Regions from separate parts of the Columba livia genome. Here region 2 is linked to region 1. The links are chromatin contacts, called in public Hi-C maps. All regions are on one chromosome and are shown on one strand. Each heading gives the region's core, a stretch centred on a gene start, on an enhancer-like site or on the middle of the called end of the contact. The rest is flanking DNA. Distances are from core to core; before and after follow the strand shown.

Region 1 (3,465 bases), core at 384-2,883:
CATGCGCAGGGCCTGCATGACATGCTATACCTTGATCAGACCTGGTTGATGCTGCACAGCTCAGAGTTCCTGGCACCTGAATGAACGTAAGGTTATCTATACTGTCCTCTCCATTATAGTGTTAACTCCAATAAATGGTATTTTAAGTGACACTATAAAGTCTGAATGTGCCTTTTTTTACTGGGATCATACAATGAAGCAGCAACACCTGCTACAAAGTCATCTTGCTGCACCTGCCAGAACTATTTCACTTGCAGAGTGCTATTTTTGTCCTGATTACACAGTCGACTGAAGACTAAAATTGGAGAAAAGTTAGAATCTTCCCCCCCCCCCTTGTTTATGCGTCTTGAATTCGGGATCTTAATGGATCTGCTTAAAATCTGTGAAAATCCTCCTTCACTTGCTCATGAGCTGTGCACTGTGAGTGATCTCACGTGCAGTATTCAAAGCAACACAGGGTGCAGCACCTTCCTGCCCCTCCTGGCCCAGGTGCAACCCCGTGTTGTGAGCAGAGAAATAGCACTGAGCGAGCTGCTAGAAAGAACCACAGAATGTCAGGGATTGGAAGGGACCTCAAAAGATCATCCAGTCCAATCCCCCTGCTGGAGCAGGAACACCCAGATGAGGTTACACAGGAAGGTGTCCAGGCGGGTTTTTAATGTCTCCAGAGCAGGAGAGTCCACAACCCCCTGGGCAGCCTGTTCCAGTGTCTGTCACCCTCACTGAGAAGCTTCTTCTCAAATTTAAATGGAACCTCCTGTATTCCAGTGTATACCCATTGCCCCTTGTCTTACCACTGGTTGTCACCAAGAAGAGCCTGGATCCATCCTCATGACACTCACCCTTTACATATTTATAAACATTAATGAGGTCACCCCTCAGTCTCCTCTTCTCCAAGCTAAAGAGCCCCAGCTCCCTCAGCCTTTCCTCATAAGGGAGATGCTCCACTCCCTTGATGATCTTTGTTGCCCTGTGCTGGACTCTCTCCAGCAGTTCCCTGTCCTTCTGGAACTGAGGGGCCCAGAACTGGACACAATATTCCAGGTGTGGTCTCACCAGTGTGGAGTAGAGGGGAAGGAGAACCTCTCTAGACCTACTAACTGTGCCCCAAAGCCCCAGAGTCTGGAGACAACTGAAGTCCTGGCAGATCTGCTGCTCTCACCAGTCAGTCTGGACCCACAGCACTTAAGAGGACAACACAAAAACAACCAAAACAACTAACCCAAAACAAAAGCCCAAACTTCTTTCTTGTGATGAGATTTTGTAGCACTCCTGCTCTGGAAGTAGTGCTGAAGTTTTTACTTTAGCCCTTCCCCCGTTATTTCTGATTGAAGTTCACTCACTCCAGCTGTGCGCAGCCTTCGTTGTGAGCGGCTTTTTAAAATCCTTGGGGCTTACTCAGCCTCCGAGGAAAGTCACTTTTCTCTCTGAGCGCATCCTACTGTGAAACCCCCGCGGTGTTCCTGTGTGTTTAGCCGTGGGCCGGGATCTCGCCTGGGCCGGTACCTCGCGGGGCCGCCGCTGCCCGGTGCAGCTCCCGCTCCCCTCCGCGCCCGGGCCGCTCCCGCCCCGCCGGCCCCTCGGCCCTCGCCGCTGAGGCGGGAACCGCGGCTCCCGGGGCGGCGCCTGCGGAGCCGGGCAGGGCCGGGCACCCGCCCTCGGGGCGGTGCGGGGCGGGCACGGCGGTGGCGGGGCCGGGCGAGGAGCAGGCAGAGCGGCCGCGGGAGCGGCGGCAGGCGGCGGGCCGGCCATGGTGGGCCTCAAGGAGGAGCTGCTCAAGTCCATCTGGCACGCCTTCACCGCCCTCGACCTCGACCGCAGCGGGAAGGTCTCCAAGTCCCAGCTCAAGGCAAGCGGGGCGGCCGGGCCGGGGGCAGCGAGGAGAGAGGGGTGGCGGGCCCAGGGACGCGGTGTGGGCCGGGGCTCCGTGTGGGAGCGAGGGTTGGCCGGGTTAGCCGCTGTGGGCAGGGGTGCGGGACACGGGCCCTGGGGGTGCCGGGCCTGGGGCCGGTCTGAGGTGGCCACGCTCAGGGCTGCCTGAGGGGACATGAGCACTTGTTTGCAAAGCCCATTCGGGGGCCATAAACCGCATTTTCTCCGTTGAGGCTGTTGTTGGGCACGTGGCGTTCTCAGTCGCTGTGGCTCCTGGTCACCCCCGACCCGTGGAAAGCCTGTGCGAGTGGGTCCTTGTGCTCGAGGGGGCTGATTTCCATTCTGCCCAGGCAAGCGCATTGTCCTCCCCAAGATGTCAGGACACAAACCCTTGTTGTGCTGCTGGTCCGCTTTCAAACGCGTGTCCTTGGTACCCTTTTTGGCCAAAACCTTTTGTGGGGTAGCCATAAGGTCCTATCTATAGGGGTTGGCTGCGTCCAAGTGAAATTCATAGCTTGCCAAGGGGAGAGTGAGGTTTCACAGTGCTCTCTTATTTGGGTATAAACAGGAGAATTAGTCAAGAGACTCCAACTGTGCCATTCTTTCCTTAGCTTATACGCTGAAGCAATGTTTGTGCTTTTAAAAGAGCTCTCAGGCAGCTCACTGAATCCGATCCCATCTTGGCCTTGCTTTATGGGACCACCTTGGCCTGGGGATAACGTGGAAATCTTGCTAAATAAATACTTTGAATAAGAACGTAACACCTGTTGACACTGGAGACTGTGGGCCCTTGTACTTGGTGCTGGAGCTGTGACCACAACAATTAGCTGAAGTTTGTGACCTTTGTGGGATTAACTTGGAGAGCCAGGGTGGCCATGCTGCCGGCAGGATCTGCAGGCGTGGTTGGCAGATAGTGGGCTTTGTTTTGGGCTTCATGTAATAAGCGTCCACCAAACGCAATGTGCTGCAAGCAGCCTCTTCCTCTTCTCCTTTTCTTCGTACGGGGCCATTGGGCTCTTGAAGTACAGTCCAGCTTGTCCAGAAGTGACTGCGTGGCAGGAGTCAGGCAGGAGGCTCCTTTACAGGTGACGACATGTTTGTGTTGCAAGACTAACTGAAGTAGGTTGCAGAGAGGCGTTTTTTTATTGTCCTGCTTTTTAAAGGAGCCCTGTTTTCCTGTCACACTGCCACGCCTTGTGTGTGCTGCCACGATTTGTGTTCTCAGTGCACTCACCTGGGTGGTGTGTCTGCAGCACCTGTCATCATGCCAATTGGTGGAGAACCTGTCACGGTCACACAGAGGCTGGGGTGATTTAAATGGCTGAAGAAGCAGGCAGGACGCTGGTGGGCTTGTACGGCTTCCTCTGACGGAGGTGCTGTCACTCCTCTGAGATCATTGACTGATTTAGATGGATTAAAGCAGCAGTTGTATTTCCAAACTGAAGCACAGTTACCTGTCTTGTCATGCTCTGCTGTCTTATTAGAGCCTCATGCCTGCAAATGCTTGTGTTTAAAAAGCTAAAAAAATAGAAAGACGGGAAATTAAATCTGTCCCCTTGTTACGTATCAAACATCTCTCTAGACAGTTTTGAT
Region 2 (3,504 bases), core at 421-2,920, 44 kb after region 1:
GCACGCCCCAGTTCACCACTGGCTTTTTACCCCGCAGGAGAGATTGTGTTGGCCCTGGGCTGCTTTTTCCCAGCAAAAAGGTGGGAAATGATGGGCGGGCACAGCCTGCTCACACACAAGTCCCCCCCTGAATGGCATGCTGGGGCCCAGGCGTTTGGTGTGGGGCTGCTGCCTGTGGGGATAGAAGTGGCATCTTCTGCGTCTTCTGTTTTGCTTCAGCATGGCCATCACCTGCCTGTGAGGGCTGCATGATGCCCAAGGGGGTCACTGCTGGCCCACGGACCATCCTGGGGAGACAGCTGTCCAGAAACAACCATCACCCCAAGCCTGGTCTTGCAGCGTAGCTGTATGTGGCCTCGTTTGCAGAATAAACTTGCCTGCCAGTGCTCCCGCATGCTCTGTTCACTGTCACCGTTACAGATGGCAAGAGCCAAACCCACAACTGCTCTCAGGCCACCTCCAGCCAGCAAATCCTCCCTGCCAGTAGGAGAAAACCCAGAGCATATATTCCTTGAAATGCATTTCCACGGCATGGGCAGCCAAGAGCCAGGCACCGGCATGGGGCAGGGAACCAGAACCAGCTTGGCAGAACAGCTCACCAAAGAAAAACGAAAAAAGAAAAGCACACCAGGTGCCAAATGCCCTCACCAGGCTGGGCTGCTGCCCGACTTCTCTGCCATCTCTGCAGAGCACGGACAAGCCCTGCACGGCTTTGAAGACAGCTCTGCCTCCCCTCCTCACCCTGCTCTGACCGGTCACCCTGCCTGGTGTCCCTGTGGCCCAGCTGATCGTGTACCAGTCAGCATTGTTCACCACCCGCCGGCAGACGTGCTCTGGTGCAGACCAGCGCAGCTATTTTAGCAGAGAGCTCCCAGGCGAGTGCCGGCCCAGGGCAGCACCCACTGAGCCCCCACCAGCTCCGGGCAAGCAGTGCTGCACAACCACTCGCTGCTCTTCCAGTTTTCCGCTCTTTTCTCATTTTTATCTCACCCCTCCTGATCAGCCCTGCTCCCTACATGCCAAAGCAGGGTGAGAAGACTGACATGATTTTTCCAAAGCCCCCGGCTAGTTCTGGGACCCGCAGCCCAGGACTCCGCCAGCTCCTGCCCCGGCAGGCCGGCCAGGCAGCTGCAGCTGCTCCCCCAGAGACGGGGAGAACAATAAAAAATACCAGATCTGCCGCAGGAATGCGGGAGATACCGTGGCGGGGGGCCCTGGTGAGTCTGGGCAGGATTTGCTCACAGCTTGGACGTAGACCAGAGGTTACCACTTGAGCAGCCCTGTCGTCGGGCCACGGTGACTTTGGGGATGCGTCGGGGGCCCCGTCCCGCTGCGGCCCCCACGGCCCCCGGACACCAGATGGCAGCCGGACCCCGCCGCGCCGCCCTCCTGCTGCAACCACTCACGGGAGCAAAGCTCTCCTGCAGGGCTGTAATTAATCACATCTGTGGATCCTGTTTTGAAAGGCAGATTCACACAGATGCGGTACTACGCGAGTTTTTTACGGCTGAGCTGGTAGCATGCTTGGAGCTGCGTCACTTGTGTACGTGCAGCAAGACACTGCTACTGCGGGAGGGAAAAAACACTCTTCCTTTGCAAGAAAAGCACATGCAACACCAAACCAAAACCTTTTCTTACAGTTATGGATGACCTATATCACCAAAGAAAAGCAAAAAGAGTGAAGACCAGGCAGGCTATGATCGACAAGGTGTCGCCAGCATACCCAGTCATCACAGCTTGGTGGGCTTCCACCGACGTGCAGCAGCTGAGCAGCAGCGGATGCACATCAACCCCTCATGTGCTCCAGGCACATCAGTTACCCTGAGTTATTCAGGTGACTGAGACCAGGGTCTGCACCCACAGCTGCAAGGGCCTGACGCTAATTTAAGAGTCATACAGTTACTCTGTTGGGTAACATTTTCCCTCAACAACTTATGAACTTTAATCCAATTTTGAAATGTAGGGGAGGCTAAGTTGGATTACATTAGCTTAACTGCTCCTGTCATAAGCTCTTGAGAAGTGGGACTAGAGGTTTTTTTCCTCTAGAAACCTTTAGTTGGCCCACAAAATCCTTGTTTTTTTCTTAGCTCAGACACCAAAAGGGGAATTTTCAACTTCCAAAAATAAATCAAAGACACCATGATGCCTGCTGGGTATTTGTTTCTCCATAGGAACGTGAACCTGGTGGTTTAGTTTAAGAGAGACTAAGCTAACTCTCACATTTTCTACATTCCTCCTTTTCCTGATACATCAAGATAGACAGGTTTGAACTGTTGTTTTAATGAAAACCTACTAGTCCTGAGAGGGTTTCCTGTTTTAGAAAGATGATATTTGAGAGCTACAAAATTCCAAACCATTTGACTTGCTAACACCTTCGTCAGGTCCCTTAACCTCCTTATGCCTCAGTTGCCCATTGAAGAAACACGAGTGATATTTATCCACACAAAAAGCACACAGACTAAGAAATGTCTGCAAAATACCCAGCTGTCCCTATAAAGAGAGCTCTCTAAGCGATACTATGATAAACTGAAATTGTGTCTACAAGATGCAAAACAGAGATTGCTACATGAGGCCTCGGAAAGGGCCACGTGTACCAGGACAACCCCAGCACGACCAGATCCCCCGGCACCATTCCCTGCCAGCCCCTTGCTGGGGCACCTCCGGCTCCTCCACCATCATGCGTGATCCCCGGTGGCCAGAAATCCTCCGCTCAGCTCTTGGGTAACAACCACAAGTTGAAGCAGCCTTTAGCTCTCTGATTAACTGAAGCTAAATCACCATGTAGCTTCTCACAAAGTCTCAGGAAAATGAAGCCAGTAGTCACAGAGTCACGCTGCAATCCAGCCAAAGCCTCTTTTGTCATCTCTAATCCAGGCTGCTGAATCAAACCCAGGTAGGTTTTCCCCTCCACTGTGTACCTGGAGCCCCAGAAACATCCCAGTGTAAATGTAAACATGACTGACCTGCACATTGCATCACCGGACAGTTTTCAGAGATTAAGTTCTGCAACTCAGAGCAACAAGTTTTGCAGGTAGGTGCAAATCACTTGCGTAAGGCTCAAGTATTTGTTAAACTTGCAAATACAACAGGACTCCCTGAATATGTTGTTGGTCTTGGAAACTGATCTTCAGCTCCCAGTTTCATTAATTCTGCAATCCAAAATGTTTTCTTCACTGTTTTTTTCTTGTCTAGTAAAGGCAATTAGGATTTTTCAACTGTTCTAACAATTTTGAAGCTCTAATATGTAAAAACACTTTATCTGTGTTACCAAAGTTTCTCTGAGTTGTAAAGTGCATTACAAAGGGGAGGGTGTCAGTCCCTCAATGCTCCTTGGGCTGCTCTCCTGGCAGAAAAAGACCATTGACATCTTGCAAAGCACGGGTAAGACTTATTGCCCAGATCCTGGAAACACAGTAAAACACTGCCTTAGCTGGGCAAATTGGCACTGATTTCTCAGCACTAGTCCCTGGAGGTGCAGGTCTGCTGATGTCAAGGCTGTCGTCA

Evidence for each region. A called contact is a pair of places that touch in the nucleus more often than the background predicts.
Region 2: a Hi-C map of crop shows a contact between it and region 1, with 4 times the contacts expected there. The contact joins the enhancer-like site here to the promoter of SWAP70 in region 1. A contact is called at or near these places in 2 of 2 Hi-C or Micro-C datasets (crop and liver).

What each region holds. Positions count from the first base shown.
Region 1 is chr5:57,570,737-57,574,201 of bColLiv1.pat.W.v2, forward strand. It overlaps SWAP70 (switching B cell complex subunit SWAP70), which reads left to right and starts at 1,634. Exons shown (of 12, transcript XM_021299208.2): 1 at 1,634-1,849. The coding sequence starts at 1,751.
Region 2 is chr5:57,615,156-57,618,659 of bColLiv1.pat.W.v2, forward strand. No RefSeq gene overlaps it. Among named protein-coding and RNA genes, the nearest start is that of SWAP70, 45 kb to the left of the region's middle. Within about 2 kb of position 1,671, at least 1 of the 3 cell types and tissues checked has an H3K27ac peak away from gene starts, as active enhancers do.